Regions from separate parts of the Mus musculus genome. Here region 2 is linked to region 1. The links are chromatin contacts, called in public promoter capture Hi-C maps. All regions are on one chromosome and are shown on one strand. The core of a region is the stretch at or near the end of the contact, and the rest is flanking DNA. Distances in the headings are between cores, read along the strand shown. Region 1 holds the start of Spp2 (secreted phosphoprotein 2). Region 2 overlaps Agap1 (ArfGAP with GTPase domain, ankyrin repeat and PH domain 1).

Region 1 (6,318 bases), core at 2,828-5,327:
TTCTCATTACACACGTGTTTGAACTTCATGGTAGTAGATACGATTTGTTTTTTCCTGCCCAATGAGAAACCATAAACAGGGTCACCTACTCACTGGGAAAGCTATGTGTCACCTTGGCATATGTACAGTGGTGTGCACTCAGACTGAAACCAATAGAGAAAAGCCATGCAACCCTGAACATGGTGGAACCAAAGAAGCGTGTGTGGTGGGCACACCTCCAACCCCAGCACTCGGAAGGCTGAGCCAGGAGGTTCCCAGCTTGAGGCCAACCTGGCCCATAGAGAGAGATCTTGTCCTAAAATAACAGTAGATGGAAGGGAGAGAGGAAGGGAGAGAGGAAGGAAGGCAGTGGGAAGGGGGGACAGAATGTGTGCCTTCACACCAATGCCAACACTGACAACTCCTTCTTGGTACTCAGAGTCTGGACTTGTGAGCTCATCTAGTCACCAAATATTATTTTGTAGCTCCTAAACTAGTGATGACTTTGAGTCACCCAATGTACATGTCCTCAAGTAAAGGGAAGGAGGAGGCAAGGGGTCCTGCCATCTTGTTCCATCTTGTGCACAGAACATGGTGGCTCACATTTGGTTGGGAAACTTGTGATAGGTATTGTTGTGCTTTCTTTGGATCATCTTAGTCCCCAGGGTAGTGACAGAAGCCCCCTGGCATCAAGAGTAAGAGACTTTGATGTGCCTTATGTAGAAAATACATGCATTCAATAAGAGTTCTTTGCAGGGGGGGGGGGAATCCCAGGCCTGTGGGTAGTGAGTTCACTGGTAATGAGTCTACAATGTATATTATATTAGGTACCAATAAGGAAGAACTCACAAAATCAAGGCTATATGTTGAATGTGTCAATGAAAGTATTGTGCCCCAAGACTCTTGGGAACCTCACTCTAAATCTTTCCCAGGAGCCATGATCTTAGTCTTTGCAAGTTCAGTCTCACAAAACAGCAAGAATCTGTTTTGGACCTGTAGTGACATTTTCTAAACGAAGGCATCACACATGTCTACCAACAAGAAAATGAGCTATAAGCCATCTCCTGGTTGAACATATTGACCTATGATTGAATCTACATCATTTTCTAATTCTTTCCACCAAGGGTGGCATCCTGGGGAACCTTTCAAAGTTCCTGAAAAAACCTGGGTGGTCTGAGGACAGGGGATGCTGTGATATACCAAGCCCTTCACTGTGCACTGGGCACCTGAGACAGAGCAGAAAAGATATCAGGCAGCTGTGATTCCAGCAGGTACTTCCCTGTAGATGCTTGACAGAAAATGAAAGAAGACCATTCGGGTAGTTCATGCTGAAGAATGGCAGCCAGCACGAGGACATGGGAGAGAAAGGAGGGAGTAGCTGAGTTAGGGAGGGAGTAGCTGAGTTATAAAAGATTCAGTGGAACCTTCCAGAAGAGGAAAAATGTAAACAGAGACTCAGAGGATGAGGGCTTATTGTCTGAGGAAAAAGCAGAGCCCAGTGTTCCAGGACAAAGTCTGGCCCCTGTTGTCAGAGAAGTGTGAGGAGAGAGAGAGCCATTTACTGCAATGTGGGAGAGATGGGGGAATGTCAGACAAATCATGGTCTTGTCGGTTGTGGGAAGCCATTACCGAATGAAGCACCAACCCACACTTCTTTGCACCCACAGTAATTTCTGTTGCCTACAGCCATTGACCAGACCTTAAACATTCTCTCTCAGACTCAGTTTTTAATTCTTCCCATGATCAGGCTAGAGGGCTAGAGTTCCAGAATCTTATATTCTGCTTCTCTTCAGATTACAAACACCATCTTTATGCTAATCATCTCTCCTCTCATTTGACCGCAAGTGGCCAAAAAGAAGCCCACCACACTTTACTGCCTTGCTGTTCCTTCTGTCAGTATCTTTGTTCCCTGGTGGGGCTGTAAGGGGTTGCAGAGACAAAAGGCCATCCCAACTAGTGAGGGGGTCTGTCTCACACAGAGGAGAAACAGAATAGCGGGATGTAGCGTAAAGGCCATCTCTGTTCCGTAACTTTGCAGTTGTTTCCTGTGACATTGTGGAATGCAGAGCTCAAGGAAAGACCATGGGGACTCAAATGATGGGGAAGAGCAAAAGTGGCTCAGGAACAGGCAGGCATGGGGTGGGCAACACAGAGACAGCTAAGTGCCACACTAAGCATCTGCTAGGATCACATCTGTGAGTGGCTAATCTTTAGGTGCCCGGGATCAGGCCCATATGACTATACCAAGATGGCCACATGTCAGATTATGTTGTGTCGGCCGTGGCTCACTGGTTACCTGTCCACAGTGTCCCAGGTTACTTCTCTCTGAATCTGTCCTTGTGCTCCTATTCAATGAACTGTTTCGTTCTGTAGTGAGCAATGGCTAAATTAAAAATGATGTAAACTATAGATCTGCAAGTTTGGCAAGGAGCTATGGGTTCTACAACATTCTAAGAAGATTGCATTCGGTGCCAACGGAATGTGGCCTAGGTGCTGGCATGAGCAGGGTGGGAGGGAGAGGCAGCGTCATTCTGATGAGGCTTTCTTCTAGAAGCAGCTTGACCTTTGGCTAGCAGCTGCCTACACCTGCCTCTAAGTGCCTCCCCACCAGCGTGCTCAGTGTGAACCCTGACAGTCAGGTGCTGGGTGGGGCTGGCAGCTCACTCTAGCTCAGTCTACACCTTCACAACCCAGTTATCCAGCTAGAAAAGGCAACCAAAGCAATGAAATTTGCTTTGCATTTGGGAGAAAGAAAACTTGGAACCAGTGTCTGCAAAAGGGGACCAAAGGGACATGTTTTACATGCAGTTGAGCTGGGAGAATGAAGTGTGTATGCTGTTGAGGAGCAGAGGAGCAGCTGAGTGTGAGAGGAGCAGCTGAGTATGAGAGGAGTAGCTGAGTGTAAGTAAGAGGTGGTAGCCTAGAATAGGGTGGAAAAGGGAGCAGCCAGTAGGAGCGGCCATGTGGCCTCTGTGTGGAGGTAGTGGCTGCTGACCACAAGGCTCTACTCATGTCTCCATGAGCTTGTCAGTCCTATTTCTTCTTCATGTCTGTCCCTACCTCCCTGTTAGCCCAGTTAAGCCTATAAGAAGACAGAGAGACTCCTCAGGGAGCAGGAAGGAGAAAGGCCTCTCTATGATCCTGTTCTGCTTCCCCCTCACTTTGGCCACAGTGAGTCACAGCAAGCCCGAGATAATGTCTCTTTCCCAAGTTCTCTAGGTGATCGGGAAACAGCACTATCAAGTCCACCAGAGTGGGTGGGTTTCATGGACTCAGAAGCCAGCGTTTCTTTCCTATAAACACTGGTAGCCCAATGCTGAGTGGGGAGAGAGTCTCTTTCTCATTAGGCAGCACCTCCCAATCAAACAGCATCACAAGGACTTCTGGGATCTTCACCCCAAACCAGGACACACACAGAGAAAAGCCGAGGTCAGAGGGAAAACACAGAGGGAAGAATCAGATGTCCCAGGAAGCTTTGACAGCCTCGGGACAACAACAACAACAAAATGTAATTAAATCTCTTCTCAGTCCAAAAAGTCAGCATGGAAGAGGACAGACTGTGATCATTGTAAACAGAAGAATAATCTACTCAACAAAGTAGGTGAAGTCAAGACGGGGGCGGGGGTGGTAAAAAAATGGCTCAGGGAGGTATCTCCATTCACTTACTCTCTTCAAGGAGCTCCGGGTCGCCCGAAACAGGTAAGGACTCAGGGACTGCGAGTTCACCTTTGCCACTGAGGCACTGAGAGCTTCCTGCAGAGAGGAAGGGTCGTAGTCGTACACCGGGAAACCTAGACAGCAAACACACAGGCCACAGTGAGAGAGAGATGAGGCACCGAGAGGGCTGTGATCACCTAGGGCAGGTGGCCAGCGGTGGCATGTGTCCTTTACCTGTGGCACACCAGTAGTGCATGCCCAGCACCAACAAAGCCAGCGTCTTCAGCATTGCCTGCTCCATACTGAGAGGATGGCGACCCAGAGTCAGGGAGACGGCCTCTCTCCAGGCTTCTGGATGACAGCTCTTTCAGAGGGTGGCTGTCTTATTCTTGTCACCTGTGACCTAGCTGCCCTGGCTGGCTGGAGCAATCTGGAACCTCAGTAGAGATGATTGATTCCGGTGTCAATATTTACTGCTGACTTTTCCTGTGGAAAAATTCCAGACTGAGGCCACTTTTGAAGTTTGGACCTCTCCGAGGGACTTTATCCCACAGCAGGAGACATTCAGAGAGGCTTGGGTCTCCCTGTATAATGTTTATCTTCTCTCTTTGCATTTTGTTCTTTGGGGGAGGGGACATAATTGTGGACTCAACAAAACGGTGACTTTAAAGCTTGTGCATCTAGTCCTTTCCCAGGTCCTCAAAATCCTTCACCCTCCACCTCTCAATGCCAGAGTCCTCCCTTCCTAGAGACTGCACTCACGCGGAGTGATTTTCCTGTTGGCTTAGCTCTGCCTGCCACCTCCACTACAGAGGCCATGGTTCAGAAACCACAATGGCCGTGTTTGTGATAGGGAGAGTAATGAAGCATGCAGCGGATGAGTGAGTGTATGAGTGCACCAGGTCTCACTCAACTGTCTTTCAGGTCTTTCATTTGAAGCTGGCGCTAACTTCTGGTGTATAACAAGTACCCAGAGCGTAATACCACAAGACAATGACCACTGGAATTTGTAATTCCGTTACTTTTAACCTGGTTTGAACTCAATTCCATTAGAGTCTTCCAGATTGAACTAATGTCACCATCTGGCTCCAAACGCTCTGGACTCATTAAATGAACTGCAGTAATAAAAGCAATTGCAGATGAGCGGAGGAGATGAAGGGAACAACAGCATCCTGTTGCCAGCACTGAGCTATTGATTTTGCTTGACGTTTGCTGGGGTGAGGGAGGGGGGGACCACTGCATTTCTCAGATTCTCTTGGCTATAATTAAGTGTTAGCACCAGGCGTGCAGGGTGGGCTCTGATGGAAGCTAGAAAGCAATGACTTTTAAAATGCCCCTGCAGAATTCCATCATGTCTTGTAAACCCAGAAGATTAAATATAAGCCATCCAGTCACGCTCATGCTATGGTGATTTCTTGTTCTTCCTCCGGTTTGCAGAAATGTGTGCCTCCATCATCCCAGTGATTTTCTGCTATTCCAGCCCCCAAATACTCGGTCAAAGTATTCAAAATTGGGTGGCAGTAAGTGAAGCATTGTATAGCCCTGCACACAGTCCCTGGAAATTTATATAAAGTACATCACAGACCATTTAACAGGAGTACCTGGGAACACACTGAGCAAGAACCGATGGGCTATGGCTGCATCGTAAATGAAGATGCATTACTTTCCAAGGTCATTTCCTCTTTCTCATCCTCCCCATCATATTATTTGCACTGGGGTGGGATCACTAAATTTAGAACAAATGTAAAAATGGAATCTTCAACTGATCCCTAAACCACGAACTTCACAGCTGCCTTCTGATTTCTTATAGCATCACGATTGCTAAACTGAGCTCCGTCACTAAGAGTCTGCTTTCTGTCCTCATCTCAGTATTTCTGGGTTCTGGAAACGTCAGTGGTGCCATCAGAATAGGCATCATGCAAAGACCCCAGATAGCTTCAGCACCACCTAGGACTTTCACTGAAAATGTGTACCTTCCAGACCCACCCAGAAGGACCCAACAGAGACTCCAGAGAGAGGACCAGTTGCCTTTATTTGACAAACCCTTCTCCCACCTCTCTTTCTCTCTCCCCCTTCCTCTTCCTCTCCCCCTCTCCTCCTCCTCTCCCTCTCTCTCCATGTGATTCAGATCCACACCCATGCCTGAGAAATGAGAATACATACAGAACAGAGATTCTCAGCCAGGGAACTTTGCCCCTGTGAGTGTTATGGCTTGAATATGAAATGCGGCTCCCCACCCCACCACTCCGTCCCACTGCCATAGACCCTTGGTGATGCTATTTGTTTTGGGAGGCAGGGCCTGCACAAAGGAAGTGTCTCAAAGGTGGTGGACCCCCAAGGAATACTTCCTTTTTAGCTCCTTCTGCTTCTGGTCCCCTTGACAGGGACAGCTTTGTGCCTCCACAGTGCCCCTGCCTCTGTTCCAATTCTGATGGACCATAGGCAATTTGGTTTCTAAGAAAGTGAAGATTTTGAGAAAGCTTCCTGCTGTTTGTTTACACCGAAGCCACATCATTTTACCTCCCTGTGAACACTGTTCCGAGGTTCTGGTGTCCACATTGAAGGTGGGCTTTGGGGTTTCAAAAGCCCAAGCCTGTCCCAGTGTCTCTCTTTCTCTCTTCCTGCTGCCTACAGTTTTGGATGTAGAACTCTCAGCTATCTCTTAGCTCCATGTCTGCCCGG
Region 2 (6,318 bases), core at 1,825-4,324, 1.1 Mb before region 1:
CAGAGTCAAGGCCACAAGAGAGGAAGCCAAGCCCAGCAAGCAGCTTAGGGTCTTCCTGCTGTTTGTAAAGCTAGACCATCTTACCCCCCCCCCCCAGACAGCCAAGGCTCTCCTGGAGAGCTACATGCAGGGACACACACACACACACACACACACACACACAGTGCTTCCCTTCTGGATGCAGGCCATGGCTGTGCTCATCTCTGAGACAAAGCCCTCTGCTGCTGGTACAATTTCTAGGACCACAAAAAAAAGGGAGGAAGTGGCCAGACACCAACTGACCACACCAGATTGGTGTGGAGGGCTGAGCCGGCTACCTTCCAGAGTAGGTGTGCCTGTGGGCAGCTGGCCTACTGTAGATGCCTGTGGACAGCTAGCCCTGAGAACAAATGGGGGCAAGAAAGATCAGACTAGGACCCACTGTCCCTTGGTGGGGCTCTACCAAGCCAAGTACCAAACAAACCCTTATCTAGGGCCTGCTGCTGCTGCTGCTGAAAACCTATCCTGCCAAGGCAATCCTTCTGGGCAGACATCTCACCATGTCCCTAAAGCCAGGCCTGTCGGTGTCACACTCTGAAGTGCCGAAGGACGGGGTAGAGGGCAGAAGACCTTGGGCTTCTTTGTACATCCTTCCAAAGGGAAGGTATCAGACTTATGCAAGATATCAGCAAGACACACAGGACAAATCCCTAAAGCCAGGCAGGCTGTGTGTTTTGAGTGAGTGGGCGGCCTTTGACGACCCTCTGTGAAAGCACACGCACAGTCCTGAACCCAGGAACTACTGCTGATATTTTTTTTTGCTGTGTAAAAACACAGATGTAGGTAGGTATCAACAGAAATGGGCAGCCTGCACAATGTAGTGCAGAGGCTAAGGGCATGGAGACAGGCGAGTGGCGGGACACCTGTTACAAGGGTCAAATAATCATTGCCAGGACAAACATGGCATCATGAACAGCAATTTCCAAAAAGCACTTACTGTTGATCCACATGGGGAAAAATAAAGCCGGCAGGGAGAGAATAACACGTAAGGTAAGCTACTGGAAATTAGACTGGAGTCAGCTCAGAATCACAGTGACACACAGCAATAGGGTATCTCTGAGAAAGTGTGCTTCCCCTCCCCCCAAACTGAGGAGGTGCTGTCCCTGTAAGTACTCCAAAGACAAAGTAAAGTTTTAGAGAAAGACAGAAGCCCGGGGCCAGGAAAACAGCTGGCAGACACAGACAGGCCGACATACACTGCCCTGAACTTCCAACTTTTTGACATTTACCAAAGTGCAGCTTGAGTTATTCCCAGGAATGCTAGGAAGGCATTCTACCCAAAAAGGGGGGTGGGGTGGGTGGAGACATTCATTTTCTAACCCCATGCGTCCCTAAAACACACTCATGACACACTAAAAACAGGAATTCCACATTATGGGAGCCTACATATACTTCTGCTCAGATTTGTGCCCCAGAAATTGTAAAATGTAGAGTGTCTTGTCCAGCATTCTAAACTCTCATTTCCGAGAATGTGCATATGTGTGTGTCTGTCAGCAGATGGTAGGCAGAGCAGGTACTTCAGATGGCTTATGAAAGACCTCCGATCTTAACCAGAATTACATTTCTGAAGGAAAAAAAAGGCTCCTGCAGGCAATGTGGGTGGCAGGTCTGCAGAAGCAGCATCCGATGTTACTAACTGGAGGACAATGGAGTGACGCTCACCTCACCCAACCTAAGCAGGCTGGGGACAGGGGTCCTAATCCAGGAAGGCCAAAGGGCTTGTCTGCCACTAGGCTTCGGAATTTGCTCCAGGACACTGTTAACAAGACTGTAGGAGAATAAGAAGGTGGCAGGTAACAGGGGCAGATAAATAGGCAAGAGAAGAGAGGCCAGTCTGTCCCACACATGTTCCTCCTGCAGTTCCTCCCAACTAGACGATTTAATTACAGACTCAGCTTTACACACTGCCCTGTGGTAAACAACCAGGAAACACAACTCTGTCCTACTCTCTAATTAAAGCAACCCTGTGGTGGGGGAGATGGCGTTCTGAATTTTAGGGTTTCCTTGTTCCTCAGTTCTGAGTTGGGAGTCTAGGAACTAGGGGTGGGGGGAGGCAGAGTTCAGGCCTTTTCAGGGACAGTCCTTCCATGTCCAGTTAGAAGCTGGACCCTTGAGGTGAGGTCGGGTGTGTGGAACAACACCACCCCTCCGGCCTGGAGCCATTATGACCACCACTGATCATTGTCTTCTGAGTGTGGTAGAGCCTAGGGTGTAGGGAGCTGGGTCAGTGTGAGTCGGAGCGCAAACACTGCTAGCATCTCAGGCCCATCCAACTCGCTGTAATCTCCATCTGGGAACTAGTCGACAGCAGTGTGAAACCCTGGTGGACACTTGGCTCTCTGCAGTTGTCCCCCTCAGGCAGGGACAGAGAGCATCAGTGATGGATGGTATTCTGCCCATGGGAAGAGAAAAGAGAACCTGTAAACAAGTCACTACACGATTGTGCCCTGGAGGCTGGTCACACACACACACACACACACACACACACACACACACACACACACACACAACTCAAGAGAGGACTCCCAAGAGCCTAGACTGCTAGGAGCATCCCTTGTGGGTCTCAGAAACACACATGGGCAGTTACACTATGAAGAGGAAACTGTCCATTCTTGGTCCCCTGGGGCCCTTGCAAATGATCCAAGGAGGAAGAACTATGGCAGCTGAACCACGGTTTCCTCTCAGCATCCGGAGTTTGGCCCAGCAGAATGATGTGCAGCAAGTAGAGCAAGCGTAAGTCTCACACAGACCCAGACGTGATAAAGGTGATGGGGAAGAGGGAGAAGCTCCACCTCCTATGAGGTCACCCACTCAGGCTTCCACATCTGGTCTTAAACATCTTCCTCCTCCTGTTCTCCTCCCACCTCTTTGGTCAGAGTTGCTGAGCAACAGCAACCAAGAGAAACAAACTCCCTTTCTTCGCTCTTCTTCCTCTGTCCACCCTGGAAAGTCTGGGATTCCCCAGGTCCTAACCCAGGCCATGAACTCTCTGGCCGCACGGCCACAGTGGATGACCTCATCCAGCCCATGGCATCTTCCCAACCTTCTGTGGACGGAATGTTCAGCTCTAAGCTCCCTCAAGCTTACCTTTACCCTGTTACCTCCTACATATCTGCAGAAGGCTCCCAACATCCCAGCCGGCTGACCCTTGTGCAGTCCCGTCCTCCAGTGCCCTGAGAACAGCCACTCAAGTCGTCCCACATCTGAGCTCCCACCCGCCCTTCAGTCTTGAGAGCAAGAGTCTGACCAACCATCCTGCCCACTAAAGCTCTCGAGGAGTGTTCTCAGTTCCCCAGCCCCGGTGAGTCACCTTAGGCCATGGTTCTCAACACATCATATTGTCCTGTAGAGCATCTGGTCTGGCTTGTCATTAGATGGGAAGGGTGCTGGTGCCATATTCTGTATAAGGCCAAGAATGCTAACAAATCCTGTACACTATTCAGGACACCTCACAACAGAGAATCGCCTGAAGTACAATGTGGAGTGCGCCAGACCTGCGAGCTGATGCCAGGGCCGTCCCCCTCAGCTTGCTGCCGGCTTCTTTTCCTCCCCTTCCAGCCTGACCTCCACCAAGAAAGCAGAGCAAGCCCTGGACCCCCTCTCTATGCTCTCGTCATCCGATCCCAAAAAGCAAAGCCAGCGACTGACAATGTTCTTTCTCACCCTTCCCTTTTCTCGACAGGTACGTTGGTTTGGAGTTTGTTTTTAATACTGTGTGTTTGATAATATTCAACCTACTGTTTGTTAATTTGTCTTGCATCTTATTTAAATATTTGCATGCATGCACACGTTTTCACATGTGTGTACACATATGTGTCTGTTTGCAGCACACAACTTACATACAAAGGGCAGAAGACAACTTTATGGAGGCAGCTCTCCCTTTACTTTTCTACATGTTCAGTAGACTGAAGTCAGGTCACCAGGACGGCATGGCAAGCATCTTTACCCACTGAGCCATCTTAATAGCTGTCTTAGTTTGAGTTTCATTGCTGTGAAGAGACGCCCTGACCAAGGCAACTCTTATAAATGACAACACTTCACTGGGGCTGGCTTACAGGTTCAGAGGTTCAGTCCATTATCATCAAGGCAGGGAAAATGGCAATGTGCAGGCAGGCAGGCGTGGTGCTGGAGAAGGAGCTGACAGTCCTACACGTTGGTCCACAGGCAGCAAGCAAGGAGGAGACTGTTACTGAGCAGAGCCTGAGCATAGGAGACCTCAAAGCCCACCCCCACAGTGACACACTTCCTCCAACAAGGCCACACCTCCTAATAGTGCCACTCCCCTTGGGCCAAACATTGAAGCACACCAGTCTATGGCAGCAAACCTATACAAACCACTGCACTAGCCTTCCTTAACTCTTAATAAAGCAAATTAACATTTTCTACCAATGTTTTAGATATTATTTTTTGACTCTTGGAGCACATTCCAACCTTCTTCCTTGCTTTGGTCAGTGTTTCTGGAACATTCTAGAGACACGACTCACTGCACATTCACTCTTCTCACCATTCTGGCTGTTACCAGTTCCCTCCACAGAGGAGGCTAGGTGGCTCAGCTACCCCGCCACTCGGATTTCTATGAGTGAGCACACACATACCCAGAGAGGGAGATGAGAGGAGAGAGAGAGAGAGAGAGCAAGGTGTCTCCCTACAACTGGTATCATGTCCATATGTATTGGGATGTGACCACTTTATATTCCAGAGTCTTCTTTAGAAAAAAACTTTGTTTGTTTTGAGATCAAGCCTCACTGCATACTCCTGGCTGGCCTAGAACTTACAATGTTATTGTTTAAGTTTTTGACACTTAATTCTGTTTAGCACTCGCTCGCATGTGTGTGTGTGTGTGTGTGTGTGTGTGTGTGTGTGCCACAGTGCACATGGGGTTGGTTTTCTCCTACCACCAAGTGGGTCCCAGTGACTGAACACAAGCCATCAGGCTTGGTAGCAGGAGCCTTTACTCCATGAATCTCACCAGATTTCTTGAGTTTTCTTTAGTTTTTCTGTTACCGTTTTTCTTCCTTAAGCAATCACTGTCCTTTCCCTCAAGAAACAAACTTCTCTTGCTACTTTCATGAGTCATATACCCGCTATTTGCAGCTCTATGTGCTAGGTACAACCAAAGGCTCATAACATCTGTACATAGCAGGCACTGACCCATTGTTCACATAGGGACGGGGCACAAAGTGATTAAATACATCAGGGTTATATCCCTGGAAAGTAGTAGAGCCGAGATTCAGACTCCAGAAATTCACAAGTCGGTGTATCCCTCTATACCACAGCCCTCTCCTACTTCCTAGAGACAAGAGCATTTGTTTCCATTGATGAGGACAGCCTGAACCCAGACAGTCACTTTTAATCTACTTGATCAACTTCCCATGTTCCAACCAAGGCCGGGGACAGAGGAACCCTGGGAAAATGGGAAGAATGTCGCTAGCACTCACAGCCAGTGGGTGCTCGAAGCCTATAGATATGACCTCCCAACCACCTAGCCACCTCTGGGAGATAAATCTATATGTCAACCTGAATGGGCCAAGGGATGCCCAGGCAGCTGCTATAAACCATGACTTGTAGGCATATCCACAGGATGCCTGGGGAAGAGTCAGCGTTTGGATTAGCACACTGTGCAAAGCAGCTCACCCTCAAACACAGATGAACACTGCCCAATCCACTGGATGGGAGAGCAAAACATGAAGGTAGAAAGATAGTGGCCTTGCTCTCTCAGCTGGGACATCTATCTTCTGTACCCAGACACCCGGTTGTGTGGCAAGCTCAGAATTTCTTCTGTGTAGTCACATGCATGGCTCAGTGTTCAGAATAATCTCTGGCTGAGTCTGGCCTCTCTCAGGTTGCCTAAGATAACCTCTCTATCCATTTCCCCATGTGAGGAGACACTTCCTCTTCCCACTCAGAATAATCAGATATACACTGCCCTCTGGCCTAGAACTTTCCCCCTGAAAATCATAACTACATTTTGAGTTCTCATGGTGTACTGGCAAACTTGTATCACAAGAGCTTAAAGAGTGTGGCTTACCCTTAGTGGGAAAGGAAGTGGCCTGGGGTAACCATCATGTACATACATGCAGAACCAAGGTGCAATGTGTAATTTCAGTGGCCTTAGGCTGCTGTAACAAAACACCACAATCTAAGAAGCTTACCAAACAGAAAGGCATGGTCTCACAGCCCTTCTGCCCTAGGCCTAGCTCTGGTTATTTTTGGAGCAAGCTGTGACATTCCATACCTGGTAGGCACAACATCGCAACTTCTGTCTTCATTCTCACCTGA

What was found. Promoter capture Hi-C pulls out the DNA fragments that hold promoters and counts their contacts.
Region 2: a promoter capture Hi-C map of liver shows a contact between it and region 1, with 6 times the contacts expected there. The contact joins the enhancer-like site here to the promoter of Spp2 in region 1. A contact is called at or near these places in 7 of 39 promoter capture datasets (the C10 cell line, embryonic stem cells, hippocampal neurons and 2 more).

The regions. Positions count from the first base shown.
Region 1 is chr1:88,404,769-88,411,086 of GRCm38.p6, reverse strand. It overlaps Spp2 (secreted phosphoprotein 2), which reads right to left and starts at 4,077. Exons shown (of 8, transcript NM_029269.3): 1 at 3,871-4,077; 2 at 3,646-3,770. The coding sequence starts at 3,937.
Region 2 is chr1:89,552,212-89,558,529 of GRCm38.p6, reverse strand. The region is part of intron 1 of Agap1 (ArfGAP with GTPase domain, ankyrin repeat and PH domain 1); the gene reads right to left. It overlaps Gm41914 (a long non-coding RNA gene), which reads left to right. Exons shown (of 5, transcript XR_003947925.1): 3 at 1-2,772; 4 at 3,158-3,340; 5 at 3,483-4,022. Among named protein-coding and RNA genes, the nearest start is that of Gm41914, 26 kb to the left of the region's middle. Within about 2 kb of position 3,074, at least 91 of the 459 cell types and tissues checked have an H3K27ac peak or open chromatin away from gene starts, as enhancers often do. A contact at or near this core is called in liver, where this site is marked.